2 separate regions of the Mus musculus genome follow, and region 1 is linked to region 2. A link is a contact called in public Hi-C data. All regions are on one chromosome and are shown on one strand. Each heading gives the region's core, a stretch centred on a gene start, on an enhancer-like site or on the middle of the called end of the contact. The rest is flanking DNA. Distances are from core to core; before and after follow the strand shown.

Region 1 (4,283 bases), core at 1,527-4,026, 530 kb after region 2:
CAAACATCCTTTATTTATTTCTGATCTTGCCTTTTAATTAAAATTTAATATATGCATTGGGTAAATGCCTTAACCGTTGTTTCAGGCCAATTAGGATTAGAGAATGAATTGGGTGATGTCATTACCTGTTAACCTCTTGAAAGGACCGTAATCTCTAATAAAAGAGAGAAAAGACAGGGGCTTCAGAAATAGCTCAGTGGCTGAGAGCAAGTACTGTTCTTACAGAAGACCTGAGTTCAGTTCCCAGCACCCACATCAGGAAGCTCTCAACCTCCTATAACTACCCTTCTAGGGGTCTAATACCTCTGGCCTTGGATGGCACTTGCGCTCACATGCACACTCCCCACACATACACCTAATTAAATAGAAAATAACCCCTTTTTCTTTTAAAGAGGGAAACAAACATGGAGAAAAATAAACAAGCTCACTTGTCTGGACTCCAGTTACTAAGCCATTACTGTGTTGTTTTTGTTTTCAACAGAGTAGTGGCAATGGAGATTATGTTGGTCTTTCTACTCTACTGTTAACAAAACACAGCACAGTGAGGACTTTAAACAAAACATGTACATTCATTCTCCCAATGTTTTGGAGGCCAGGAATAAGATGTAAAGATGTTGGAGTACCTGCCTTCTCACTCTGCACTCTCATGGAAAAAGAATAGGGAGAAGGAGAGAAATTTAAGAAGGTGGGAAAGACAGAGGAGTAAAGAGAGACCAAAAAGAAGTCTTAATAAACAGAGACATTCTGGTATCTCTTTGTATACTCGTAAGGCCACTAATCCCAGCATGAAAACCCAACCCTCACACCACCAGGGGAACCTACTGGTTTCCCAGACAACTTTCTGCAAACATTCCATGGGTAGATCTAGGGTCTAAACACATTTTGGGAGGGTGAACACAATTTAGTTCTAAGTGTCAGTTAAATAATCAAATAAAACCATAGATATCTGAACCCATCACAGAAAGCAGATCTCTAGATTGTTTTGCTTTCAGTTCATGTGCATACGTGTGTGCCTGTGCATGTGGGGGTGGGGGAGGGCAGGGAGAGTAGACAAGAACCCAGAGCCTTTCCTTTGCTAGGTATATTAGTCAAGATTCTTCACAGGAATACAATGAATACAAGGAACTGATACAATGAATTGATACTAAAAGAGAACTATTAGACTGACTGACTTGCTAAGATTGGCAATTTCTTTCTCATACCACAGAGCCCCAGAACCCTGTATGCTCAGTCTACAAGACTATGTGTCTTCATAGTCTCAATCTGGTGCCATGAGCCTGAAATGTTCTTGAAGAGCTATTGATCTACAGTCCATGTTTGAAGTTCAAAGAAGTTAATTCTAATGTCAGTAAAAGAATTATCATCATAATCGGAATCACCATTATCAGCGGCAGCAGCAACAGAGTAGATGAATTCATCAACAAGTGGGAAGGCCAGCTGAGCAAATGGTAGCTTTCCTTCTTCATGTCCTTTCATCTGAACTGCAACCAGAGCATTCTACCTACATTTAGGGTAGGTCCCCCACATCGATTGATGCAATGAAGACAATCCCCCACAAACATGCTCAGGGGCCAACCCAGTGAACACACTCTTTCAATAAGACTCTCTCTCTCTCTCTAGGTGATTCAATGTCTTGTGAAGCTGACAACTAAAAGCTAACCATCAAGGTAGGCAGTCATTCTACCATTGGTACATACCAGCCCTGGAGATCTTAACTGAACAGATGAGAAATGAGAGAAATGGGGCATTATAGCCCAGGAACCTTCATTTAACAAATGAGAAAATGCAGAAATGGGAGCTGAAGAGTTAGAAGAGCTGTTTGCTCTTGCAAGGGACAGGAGTTCAGAACCCAGCACTGATACTACAACTTACAACTATCTGTATCCAATGCCCTCTTCTGGCCTTAAGGGCACAGGAACACAAATAGTGCATATACATGTAGGCAAGCACTCATACACGAAAAATAAACTTAAGCTAATCTTTTATAAAAGACAGAAATAGACATTAGTTTTCTTTGTTATGTGTGCCAATCTGTGTGTACGTGTGTGTGTGTGTGTGTCTGGGTCTGGGTCTGGGTGTGTCTGTGTGTGTAAGACAGGAAAAAAAAAAAAAACCTTGGACGTCATTTGTCAGCACTGTTCATCTTGCTTTCTTTCAGTCAGGCCCCTCATTCGCCTGGAACTTATAAAGTAGACTAGACTGGCTAGTCTGTGAGCCTAGTGGATCTACCTGCTTCAACAAGGGGACTCCACATCATGCCCTGCCTGATTTCTAAATGTGAGTTCTAAATTTCAAACGCAGGTCTTATGCCTACAAATCAAGGACTTTAGCAACTGAGCTACTTCCCCCACCCCGGGCCGGGGGTAAGTTGTTGTGAACCACCTGGATGCTTTAGCCAGCTATTACCACACACCAACATAAGGCTTCATCTTCTTGTTGTTTGAGCCTTTCTTACTTTGCTGTCCCGGTTTCCTTTATTTCAATAACAATTTGGCTCAGCTTGCTAAAAATACCCTTTTGTGCACTGTTGGTATTTTGTTTTGTTTTGTTTTTCTTTTTGGTTTCATTGTTACTCTGAACCCTAATTTTTGTGGTGAGACCAGAAAAGGCTGGTGCACTGGTAGCAAGCACATTTGTTTGAGGCTGGTGTGGCATTATGCAAACCTAGCTGTGAGGCCACAGCTCTGATGATTTCTGCAGTCCCGTTCCTTAATCACACACTCCTCTGGAATTTATTTCTGCCCAGGCAGAATCTGGGTATTAAATGCTTTGAGTTGCTATTCTTAGAGAGCCTCTATTTTTAGCAACAAACTGTCTCTCTGAGGTGCATACAGCTGCTCATTCACACTAAAGCCTTTTCCACAAAGCTCACATTCTCCTCCCTTCTTTTTGAGGCCCAAAAGGCCTCTGAGGAAAAACAAACAACATGGGTTATATTTAGTTTCCTATTCCACTATCATGAAGCTCTAAATCTAGAGGAAGTTATAAATATACTACAAGGAAACCGTTTCTCTCTCTCTCTCTCTCTCTCTCTCTCTCTCTCTCTCTCTCTCTTTCTCTCTCTCTCTTTCAATAGTACTATAACTCCACACTGAACTGTGGCAAAAGAAAAAGAAAAAGGGAAAAAGAAAAAAGAAGACGAGGGAGAGAGAGAGAGAGAGAGAGAGAGAGAGAGAGAGAGAGAGAAAGTAGAAAGCTACTCATATTAAAGAAGTCACATGAATTAGACCTTTAGAAGACACTGTCCTAATGAGGAACCAATAACACTAAGAAATGCTTAAGACAGATCAAAAGCGTTTTTAATATTCATAGAAAGTGGAAGGAATGTCAAAAATAACAAATACCACAAGCTGAACGGCTCTTGTGTTATATGTTTACTCTCTGAGAACATGCACTGAAGCAAACTGGAAGACGTAAGGGGATACCTTTTCCGCATCCCACAAACTGCAGGGCGGGCAGGCGCATTCCCAGCAGTGCTGCCAGATGAACCTTCCCCTGTTATCTCAAGGGCTTCCTCTTTTACTAACACAGAAGCCCAGAAAGTCTTCAGTGTGCTTGGAACTCCCAGCCCATGAAAAACCCAGTACCTGCTGCCAGCCAGTTGCCCTGAGACCAATTCTCTCTCCCTCCTGACCAACTGTAACTCATTTTCAAAACCTCTCTGGTGGGAGCGCCAGTAACCCATCCAACCCTTCCTCGGCGCCTCTTCTCATCTGTCTCAAAAGGATCCAGAGTCTTGACACACATCTCTTGGTCTGTACCTGCTTCTCCAGTTAGCTTGAGGAGTATTACAGCGGGGCGGGCGGGGGAGGGTGGGGTAAGACAGGGGGTGCTCTGCTAGGTGGACAACTTTTTGTGGATCTCCAGGCTTTTTTTTTTTCTGTTTTGAGGGGAGTGGACACACATCTTAAGGGGTTGAGTACCTTCTACACTTCCATTTTGCCATCTGAAAAATTTGTCGAAACGAATAGTATAAGTCATTTATGTAAATACCCAAGCCACGATCCTACTCGTGGGAACAGCGGCTCTATGAATGGACATAATTTTTCTTATTCACTAGCCTGAATTCCCCTTTCAAGGCTCATCATGAGCTCTGACATCTTCCTTTCTTCTTTCCACCACCCTCACTCATTGGTCCCTACCCACCCCCGCACCCCATCCCGCCTATAAATTCTTCTTCTCTTTGTTCCATTCAAAATCAAAACATAATGATTCTGAGTGGTATTGGAGATGTCCCCACAGACAAGGGAAACCATCCACTTTGAAATGAAAACTCTGCGGTA
Region 2 (4,809 bases), core at 789-3,288:
GTGTTTGGTCCCCAAGAAATTTGTATTTTATATAAAGTAATCCCTAAACTATTTCTGATATAGGCATTCCTATGAAACAATCAATAGTATCTTTATGTTCAAGTAATTTGGCTGTATTCTGCCCATATATCCACACAGATTATTTGCTGTTTGATTGCACCATAAACAAAGAGGTTCTCTTTCCCAATCCCAGTTAGGAAAGGACTGTTGTCCCCATGGATGGTCCAGGCAGAATGCAACAGCTTCTTGTGAGTTCCTTGACAGTCCGTGTAAACCATAGATCCAATTGAGGTCAAATCCTACCAATATCTAAGAATTTACCTTAGATAATAACAAAACTCAATCCCTTTGACACACAGATGGACGAGACAGACTGAAAAGTCACGTGAGCCTTGGCAAGCACAGACAACTGTTTGTTATGTTTATCACCAAGTGTGGCTTTTTTCTTCCAAGGCTTTCTGAGTCTTTCCCTTTCCACCTCAAACTTCGTTCAACTTTTGCTTCTGTAGTTAACAATCTATGTCCACATAAAAGCCTGTGTGGAAAACTGGGGAAATGGGTAAAACGATTGTTGCACAAGACCTGAATTCAGATCCTCAACTCCTACACTAAAAAGTTGGGAATGGTTAAGAACCTATAATCCCAGCCCTGAGAGTCAGAGACAAGAAAATCCAAGGAGTTTCTCTGGCCAGCCAATGTGACTGAATCAGTGAACGTACAATTTATTGAAAGGCCCCATCACAAGATGTAAAGGGGAGAGTAAGAGTGACAGAGGACATGCTGATCACTGGCCTCCATGGGAACAGCATGATTAGGCATGCAAGCATTCACCAAATGTGCACACATAAACACACACACATATATACATAGCCAACACACACATACACATATACAAAACACAATATGCTCACATAATCACATGTGAAAAATAACTGTACAATGACAAAAAAGGTCATTGGCCCCAGACACTTGTTTTTGAATAATGACATGAGGATGACAATTATTTATTAATATCTAAATCATGCTTGTAGGTACATTTCTTCAAAGATAGACAATCTATTATAACTTCTGTTAGCTTCTGCAAGACTCATCACAAACTCAAAAGAAATGTTTCCATCCTTCTTCCTCTTCTGCCTCTTCTCCAAAGAATGTGAATAATGGGATTGGGTCCATCCTGGGTGGCAGTCAGGTTGGCTCTGCTGGATAACAGGGTATTATCTTCTTTGAAATGTTCACAAGAAGAAGATCAAAGGGAGCTCAGATCTTCATGTTTAACCATAGATTATGAGTCAACCAGAGTTGGCCCAAGACAAATATCTGATGTGTGGTTATTCATGTGGTGAGTCAATGCGCTAATCAGAGGCAGAGTTAATCTGCTGGGATTCCAGTTCACTATGCCAAACCTTCAAACACTCCATCCAAAGACTATGCAGTCATCTTTCTGCTATATATGGTTTTGCTTGTGTATCATGTTTCTTGTCCCACTACCACAAGATGAAGACATTAATTGCAGTAAGAAAAAAATGAAGTAATAAACTGATGGCAAGCTGACATTGAAAACAAGTTATTAAACCAAGTCGTGCCTGTGTAGTTTTACAGCTAGAACAGACCTCAGAGATGAAGGTAGGGTAAGTTTCTGTTTAGTTTTTTTTTTTTTTAGACAGGGTTTCTCTGTGCCATCCTGGCTGTCCTGGAATTCACTCTGTAGACCAGGCTGGCCTCGAACTCAGAAATCCACCTACCTCTACCTCCCAAGTGCTGGGATTAAAGGTGTGTGCCACCATTGCCCAACCAGGGTAGCTCTTTAGATAATAAACCACTTTTTGTGGCAACAATGGGATAAGCATCCGGGCTGAAGGCTACCTTTCACAACACCATTTTGAATCCCATTCAGACTTCTCTTAGGTGAGTGGTATGGAGGTTTTGGTTTAAAACACAGTTGCTCAAAATTAGGGATTACACCAATATGTGTCGAGCACCTGCTGAATGCTTGGTTCTGTTTTAGTCATAACCGAATCAGTGAGACAACAGTGAATCATTCAGACAGTTTGTGCTGTTAAGAGCTTGCATTCTGGCAAAGGTCAATTTTCCTTTCCACTAGAGGCCACTTGTAGTAGATCAATAGCAAGATAAGTGCTTAAACACACAAGGTAGAAAATAAAATAAATGATAGCTTTGGCTTCCTTTACTGTGAGTGAGTCTAGAATACTACTTCTGTTCTGGCAGTAGCTTCAATTAAGCTAGTGTAAGGATTTTATATCGATTAGAGTATTATCAATGGTCACAGCACGGTTATGTAAAATTTTCTAATTGTGCTTGAAGTCATATGAAAGCTACAATAAAATGTCTATATTAAGTGAGCTTCTGAATTGGAAGAAAGGTTGGGATTGAGTTCTACTTTTTAATTAATGTCCATGTTACCCAGAATAGTTAAAAATAAACAACCTTGGACAATTTTTCATTTCTTTGCAGGTATAGCTGGTTAGTCACTGTAACATTTTTTCAATTAGCAGAGAGGCTCAGAAAATGAAACAAAGGGACTCATAATCTCTACAGAGCATAACATGTAAGATTCACGTACACACACACACATACAAACAAACACAAATGTTATGTTTTGACAGCTGCTGCTGTTTTCATTCATTATATCCTTGCTGAACTCTTTCACACCACTATTAAAATTAGAGTCAGTCATATTCAAATATTTCTAGAGAAGCTAGGAACATGCATTCCGCATGTCATAGCATCACAGATTTTTAATGGAATGCAATGGAATAATTTGGATGCTGCTACCATTTTTAGAGGCACACAAAATATGATTATGTTTGACATAGAATGGTTCTAATTAGAAGTCAAGCAACTTATCAAAGGTTTGGGTAGAATTAAACCTTAACTGTTGATACATGTTTTTCCATACCACATAATCTTACAGCAAGAGAGGATACTTGGTAATGTTAGGGAGGGCATATTGAAATCCAGAAGAGGAAATTAACACAGGTATAAGTAAATAAATTCTATTGCAAGATGAGTGGCAAGAAGATGTATCATTCAAAACAGATATATATTACTTGCTTTTCTTTCTAGACAAATGTTAAGTCCAATAAGTATTTTCTCAGTATCCCACATTATATGCTGACATGACCATTTATTATAAAACCAAAACCAAAATTTAACATCATGATAGTTCAGTTCAGAAAATAGCTGAGAAAATTACCCAAGTCTTATCAGGACTCTTTGGAAAGCTTGGCCTTATTTCCAACAGTTTTTCAGCCTTTTCTTATTATTCCTTACTTTTCAAATTCCTATATCTGCACATGCCTTATGTATTATGGTTTATATATCGTGGGTTATGAAGATGGCTGGAGTGACTCTTGGCTTGATTTAATTGCATGTCAGCTCTCTCACTGTGCCTGGGGAAACAAATCATAATACTTTGGGAGGAAACTGGCTTGCTGAACACACTTTCTGCTATTCCTAAAGTGAGTTTTGTGTACTATTTAAGGTTTTTTTTTTTCTTACACTGTCTCCCCATCAGTCTCTGGTAGGGCATATTAAGGCAATGACAATTTTGATACAGAATAATTACAAACTGTTCTCACTCCAGCCATGTCCTAGAGAATTTCTTGCCCTCCAACCAAGGCCCAAAGCATAGAGACAGACAGGCTTTTGAGACATAACAATACTTTCTTATGTTACCCTAACTCAAGCCTTATCAGGCCACACCTGCAGTTTGGGTCTACTCTATATTCCATATAAATCGTTATTCTCCATTACTATACAGATCACAATCACTTATCTATAAAGCAACCAGAGACAGAGGAGGAGGTCATATAATTCTTCCTTCTTGCTGGTCTTATTAATTGTCTTTCTGGCTTGTTGGTGATTCAAATCAGTTTGTCAGCTTCATCTCCATCTTGGGACTACACATTTACATCTCTTGGCTGTTGCATAAGACTACACATGGTACTGTTCCCGTTCTAGTTAGCCATCAAAAAAAAGAAAATCCCAAGGGACATCAAGACAGCTCTTTTAGTTCCTGTTCTGTTGCTGTGAAGAGGCACTATGACCAAGGTTACTTATAAAGGAAAACATTTAACTGAGACCTTATTACAGTTTCAGAGAGTTAATCCGGTTCCATATTGGCAGGGAGCATGCAGCATGCAAGCAAGCAAGGGGCTAAAGCAGTAGCCAAATTCTTACACAGGAGGTCGAAAAGAAAGCAAGACTGGGCCTGACCTGGACTTTGAAATCTCGAAGCCCATCCTCTGGTGATGCATCTCCTTGAAAAGGCCACACACCTAAATCCTCCTAAACATTTTCACCAACCAGGAAACAACATTTCAATATATGAGCCCCTAGGGGCCTTCTCGTTCAAACCACCAAGATGGTTCAGTGGACAAGAGAACAACATTGCCAAGCCCAAGGACCTGAGATCAGTCCTTAGAGTTTGCGTGTTGGAAGGAGAAAGTTTGCACCTACAAGTTGTCCTCTGACTTTAATACCCACACAGTTAAAAATAGCATACACACACACACACACACACACACACACACATGAACGCATGAACTCATGAACACATACATAAACACACACCAAATGTGTGAAAAATAGAATCAAACTTCAAATGTGGTTACATTAACTATGAACTATTACGACTACAGAAAATTCCAGAACCATTTATTCCTAATAGTCAGATAGATCTTTGACAGAAAAATATTGAAAAATAGGGGAGTTGGGCAAACAAAAGGCTGGAGAACGAATCTAGCCTAACAAGTGATATTTTATCTTACCTAACTCACCAGTTGTTCC

The links. Hi-C and Micro-C count contacts between places; a contact is called where the count stands out from the background.
Region 1: a contact with region 2 is called in a Hi-C map of myocytes, with 2.7 times the contacts expected there. The contact joins two enhancer-like sites. A contact is called at or near these places in 1 of 484 Hi-C or Micro-C datasets (myocytes) and 2 of 115 datasets of contacts at active chromatin or transcription factors (fibro-adipogenic progenitors and large pre-B cells).

What each region holds. Positions count from the first base shown.
Region 1 is chr1:82,197,350-82,201,632 of GRCm38.p6, forward strand. No RefSeq gene overlaps it. Among named protein-coding and RNA genes, the nearest start is that of Mir6344, 68 kb to the left of the region's middle. Within about 2 kb of position 2,777, at least 67 of the 459 cell types and tissues checked have an H3K27ac peak or open chromatin away from gene starts, as enhancers often do. A contact at or near this core is called in myocytes, where this site is marked.
Region 2 is chr1:81,669,948-81,674,756 of GRCm38.p6, forward strand. No RefSeq gene overlaps it. Among named protein-coding and RNA genes, the nearest start is that of Mir6344, 460 kb to the right of the region's middle. Within about 2 kb of position 2,039, at least 15 of the 459 cell types and tissues checked have an H3K27ac peak or open chromatin away from gene starts, as enhancers often do. A contact at or near this core is called in myocytes, where this site is marked.